Regions from separate parts of the Gossypium hirsutum genome. Here region 1 is linked to region 2. A link is a contact called in public Hi-C data. All regions are on one chromosome and are shown on one strand. Each heading gives the region's core, a stretch centred on a gene start, on an enhancer-like site or on the middle of the called end of the contact. The rest is flanking DNA. Distances are from core to core; before and after follow the strand shown.

Region 1 (2,818 bases), core at 203-2,702, 160 kb after region 2:
TGCTTTTATATTGTGTTATAAGAAGAAGCATATGATGCTAAATACTGACTTCTTTATAGACCTATTTAGTTACTTAATCATGGTGTTCTTTTCTTCTTCTTTTTTTTTCTTTTTAATGAGATGATATGCATAAAATTGTAAAAAGAAAAAAGTTAAATTCTGCTATCAGTTCTTGTATTTAAATTGTGGATTTAATTCATGTATTATAATTTGATCTTTTTTTTTTCTATGCTTGCTTTATTTTTAAAATTTCAGTCATTCACCAAACTATATAACCTTTAAATCCATTTTGTTAATTCCTGATGTGACAAATATATATGTAATGTCATGTTAATTTGTTGTTTTCATATTACTCAATTTTATTTAATGAAATTAACGACTATCAATTGCATTAAATTTGAAATTTCAAAATTTGAAAAAGTATAAAGATTTAGAATGATCTAATTAAAAAATACAATTGTACTCATACTATAATTAGACCTGATCATGGGTTGGGTTGGGGTGATGTAAAATTTTAGGCTTGTTTTTTAAGCCCAATCTTGACTTGGCCCGAAAATGGGTTTACATTTTTGCTCAAGCTCGGTCTAGATTAAAAATGTTAAACTCGAGCTTAACTTGGTTTAGCAAGCAAATGTTTCTAAAATAATGGGAAATGAACAATAAAATAAGAGTTATAATAACAACAAAATAATAGTAATTAATAGTAAAATGACAACAAAATAACAACAACAACAAAATTTAGGCTAATTCGGGATGGGCTAGGGCTAAAAATTCCTTTTTTTTTCCTTGAATTTTTTATTTAAATTTTATTGACTACATTTATATTTATGTTTATACATAATAAAAATTATAATGTATTTTTAGGTTAAATTTCAAATTCATTATACTAATTGTTTTAAATATCAACATACTAACTTATAATATGCCACGTTTTATAATAAATTAGTTTAATATCTTTTTGGTGATTTTAATATATAAAATATATTTAAAAATATCATATTATAAAAAGCTTTTTAAAAAATTAATATTTTTAGATTTAGGTACTTATATAGTTATATTATGTAAAGATGAAAAAAATTAACATAAATAGGAAATCAAGAAAAAATATATAAAAAAATTTAAACGAACTTAACTTCAACTAAATTAAAATTAAAAAAAATAATTTTCTTATCCGATATTTGACATTGACCGTTAAATTGACTTGAATCTAAATTATATTTTTTACTCGTCGATGGGTATTGATCTACTATAATAATCGTCGAATTGTCACTTATAACTCGTTAGTCGAAGCTTTTTTTAAAATAAATTTAATAATTAAATAACTTAAATAAAAAATTTTAATAGTTTAATAATTTAAATAAAAATTTTCGGATAATTTAATAAATATTTTGTAATTTTTAAAAAATTAAGTGATCGTGTAAGAATAGCTTACCCTTCTTAATAAGTAAAATTTATCCTAATGGTCCTTCCCTTTTATGTTTTAGAAAAGAAAATCTGCTTAGCGTCTTTATAATAACGAGAAAGGTAAGAGCTGCTGCAATCTCAATCTTCACAAAGTAATTCAATTAGAGTTCCAAGGAATTCCGAATCTCATTTCTCAGTAAGTTTTAATCCATTTTATTTTCAGTTTTTGAGCTTAATTACTCTATTGTTGATGAAATTAGATAATAAAGCTGATATCTCATGGCTAAAGCTTCGTCGTTTATCCTAAATTTCCTTAGGCTAAATCCTAGAACGGGCCAAAACCCTAATACCCAAATCAGAAATCTCACTATAGAATAGAAAAAACTAACTAGTTTTATGGTTAAGGAACTTGTAGAGAATCAAAAGCAATGTGAAGAACAGTTGAATGGTTCCGTAAACCAATCAAATTTAGACATTGTTAAACAAATTTGCAAGATTACTAGACAGTGCCTAGAACTGATATCCCATGGCTAAAGCTTCACCATTTATGTTAGGCTAAACCCTAGAACTGGCCAAAACCCTAATACCCAAATCAGAAATCTCACTATAGAATAATAAAAAAAAACCTAACTAGTTTTATGGTTATGGAATTTGTAGAAAGGGAAAAAGAAGAGAGAAAAATGAGCACATCGGAGCTGCCAAGGAAAGAAGCCAATGTCCTAAAAGGCCACGAAGGTGCGGTTTTAGCAGCCAGATTCAACAGCGATGGCAATTATTGCCTCAGCTGCGGCAAAGACCGCACCATCCGTCTTTGGAACCCCCACCGTGGCATCCACATCAAAACCTACAAATCTCACGGCCGCGAAGTACGCGACGTCCATGTCACCCTGGATAACTCTAAGCTGTGTTCTTGTGGTGGAGACCGACAGATTTTCTATTGGGATGTTTCCACCGGTCGTGTTATTCGCAAGTTTCGTGGCCATGACGGCGAGGTAAACGCGGTGAAGTTTAATGAGTATGCATCTGTGGTAGTATCTACCGGTTATGATAGATCGTTGCGTGCTTGGGACTGTAGGTCTCACAGCACTGAACCCATACAGATAATTGACTCATTTTCGGACACTGTTATGTCTGTTTGTTTAACCAAGACCGAAATTATTGGTGGGAGTGTTGATGGAACTGTTCGAACATTTGATATTCGTATCGGTCGAGAAATATCAGATGACTTAGGGCAACCTGTCAACTGTATCTCATTGTCAAATGACAATAACTGCATATTAGCTAATTGCTTGGATTCAACTTTACGACTTTTAGATAGGTCCACAGGTGAACTATTGCAAGAATATAAAGGACATGCTTGCAAGTCCTACAAAATGGATTGCTGCCTAACCAACAGTGATGCGCATGTAACTTG
Region 2 (3,240 bases), core at 461-2,960:
CACAAAATATTATACTTAGACAAAACTAACACCTTACTTTTACCTTACTTTTTTAGAGCTACGCTTAACATCATAACACAATAAACAGTAACCAAATACAAAGACTTCATTAGATGGACTGTTACAATTTAAATATAAACTATTTAAAAGATAATGTTAACATAATAAAAAGAGTTGAAAAATTATATCATTTTCAACATTTTTTTCATGAAAAAAATTTTACTATTTACTTATCAAACATGTTCAAAATATTTAAATTATATGTGTTTTTCTAATTTACCATCTAATTTTATTTAGTTCACTTTAAATTATTATTTTTATCTTAATTTACCTTAAGAAAATATCAAAATGATCAACGTGCCACATGTCATATTCTTATTAGTTGATTTTGAATTTTAGGATAACCTAAGATAAAATAATTAAAAATAATAATTGAAGTTATTCTCTTAAAAAAATATTTGCATATAAGAAAACCACTCACAATATATTTATTATTTTTTAGTAATAATGAAAAAAATCTTTTGATATGTCAAAAATCAATAAAAAATTTTCTCCAATCTCTCTAAATTTTGATATTAAGCAAATTGGTCTCTTTAAAAAATCGTAGCAATTTAATTTTTTTTAATTTTAAAAGTGAGCAAATAAGGATAATTAGTCACAACATTAATTTTTTCATCAAATTCACAAAAATTTACTATTTATAATAACAAATTTAGCTTTTATAATTTATACATTCTATCAATTTGATCATGATTTAACAATTTTAGCCTTGAATATTTTTGTAAATGTGTAACTGTTTAGACTAAATTTGTTGATTTTTTTAGAATCAAGACCAAATTAACAAAATATATAAACATTGAAGGCTAAATTTGTTATTAAACCAATCAAAATTATTTTCCATTGACAAAACATATTAACACTGTGATTATGTCACAGGGCTAGACCTTTTGTCTTGTAATCTTTGAAGTCTTAGGCGATTTTTTTGCTTCAAATGCACATAAGTCAGCCTAACTCTCACAAAGTGAGAATTCTTTTAGAAATTCTCCAAGGCACTAAATTATAAAGCGGAAGCAACACAAAGACAAAAGAAAGCTCGAAAGAACAGAATAACCACAGAAAAGCAAAGCACGCCAAGTGTTTAAGTAGATACTTTTAATTAGTATTCACTACTAAAGAATAGAATACAACAGATAATTAAAAATGAGGGGAATCCTTTATTTATAGTTGAGCTCTTTCAAATCCAACAGTACAACTAGCTTTATATCAATGAATGAGATCGAAGCATATCTACAATTAAGGGATTTACACAATCCCTAAGATTACAAAATCAAATATTAACAGATTACAAATCTTCCAAGATTACTTTCCCTATTTACCAATGTAGCTCTAATTTTCCATAAGTGCTTCGTTGAGCCACCAAGACTTCAAGTAGATGGCTTCGTCTCTTGTTTTTTGAATCGGACCAGTTCATGTAGGTCAAATGAGCCTTATTAAATATGTAAACCTCCATGAGACACCCTTTGTGCTTTGGTCATGGGCTTTGAACCGCGGCCCGTGATAATTAATTATCCTTGATTGCTCACTTTCAAAATTTTCAGGCACTAAATTGCTCTAATTTTTTTTTGAGTGGGACTAATTTTCTAAATTTAAAAATTGAGAAGGACTAAAATGATCTTTTTACCATAAAAATCTAATTGCAAAAAGAAAAATGGTTTGGAGGCCTCATTTCAGATATAGGCCTCGGAAATCGTTAAAGCCCAATTCACTCTATTTTCTTTCTTTAAAATCCTTTTTTCAATGCCGAATATGAAACCCTAGCAACAGTCTGTTCAGAACTTTGAAGAGCGGCTGCTCAGATTTTGCCTATTTCTCAGATTTTTCTCTCAGGTAACAATCTGCCATTGTATCGATGTTAATATTAATCTTTATATGGATTGTGTTTTAGTCTCTTTTATGTATTTATTTTAATGTTAACAGTTTGAAACGATGTCTACGGCTGGCGAAGCTGCTTGTTCTTACGCTGCTTTAATTCTCTATGATGATGGCATTCCCATCACCGTATCCTTTATGCTTTTTGTAATGAACAAAGAAAGAGGGGGTAAATCTGGTGATTTTGATTATTTGTTATTGAATGAATTAGCCGTAGTTTCGGGGAAGATGGGTTTTTGTTAGTTTTCTTTAACTTTGTTAATAGGCTGAGAAAATTGCAACAATTGTTAAAGCTGCAAATGTCTCGGTTGAATCTTATTGGCCAAGCTTGTTTGCAAAGCTTTTCGAAAAGTGCAACATTGAGGATCTTATAACCAATGTTGGTGCTGGTGGTGCTGGTGCTCCAGTTGCCGCAGCTGCACCTGTTGCTGCTGGTGGTGGTGGTGGTGCCGCTGCTCCACCTCCTGCTGAGGAAAAGAAGAAGGTTTGGACTGAAAACTACAAATGATAAATTGATGAATTTCTTTTGTTGCCATTTGTTCTCTTATACTATTTTTTTGGGTAATTTTGCAGGAAGAACCAGAGGAAGAGAGTGATGACGATATGGGATTCAGTTTGTTTGATTAGAAGTTCCTTTCAGTGCTTGATTTGGTTGATTGCTGTTTTAATGCATTAAATCTGTGACAGTAGTTGTTGAGGTTTCTTGGTATTATTAGTATTTGTCTGCTTTTGAGTAAAAACTTTCTTTTTGAGTTGTATGCTTGAATCTTCTATATATAAAAGTCTTCTAGACCAATTTTTGCCAATTGTTATGTGCGATGAATTGATTTTTGGTTAATTCCATTGTAATGCATGATTTTGTGTTTAGTTTGTTGTTTTGATCAATAGCCGAGTATTGGATATAAGTGTCTAGTATGACTATGCTTACTTCATATATTTGAAGGATTGTACTTTCGTATACATACTCGATTATGTCAACATGAGTGTTAGATAACTTAGGCTATTTATGCTAATGGATTGGTGTCATTACTTTAGAGAATTGATCCAGCCTCTTATGGATACAATTTTTTCCAAGCTTGTTGATAATGTCTTGAAACACATTGCTACTTTATCTTTTGTTGAAACAGATAGGGTCTGAAAAAGTTCACTGTTGAGTTCCTTCTTGATGAAATGGCTATTTACTTAAACATGCATGGTTTTATCATGTTGCACTAGGTCATTACAATGTTGGTTGTTGATTTGTGTTGTCACAATACAATTGCATTGAACGTTGCCATTTTATCTTTAAAATCATTAAGAATTATTTTCAAT

Evidence for each region. A called contact is a pair of places that touch in the nucleus more often than the background predicts.
Region 1: a contact with region 2 is called in a Hi-C map of petal, with 2.1 times the contacts expected there. The contact joins the promoter of LOC107930521 here to the promoter of LOC107930453 in region 2. A contact is called at or near these places in 3 of 34 Hi-C or Micro-C datasets (callus, leaf and petal).

The regions. Positions count from the first base shown.
Region 1 is chrA08:4,589,482-4,592,299 of Gossypium_hirsutum_v2.1, forward strand. LOC107930521 (WD repeat domain-containing protein 83) reads left to right here and starts at 1,453. Exons shown (of 2, transcript XM_041075680.1): 1 at 1,453-1,600; 2 at 2,062-2,818. The coding sequence starts at 2,085. It overlaps LOC107930507 (EVI5-like protein), which reads left to right. Exons shown (of 9, transcript XM_016862175.2): 9 at 1-227.
Region 2 is chrA08:4,428,630-4,431,869 of Gossypium_hirsutum_v2.1, forward strand. It overlaps LOC107930453 (60S acidic ribosomal protein P1), which reads left to right and starts at 1,711. Exons shown (of 4, transcript XM_016862126.2): 1 at 1,711-1,887; 2 at 1,978-2,058; 3 at 2,195-2,413; 4 at 2,503-2,735. The coding sequence starts at 1,987. The coding sequence ends at 2,556.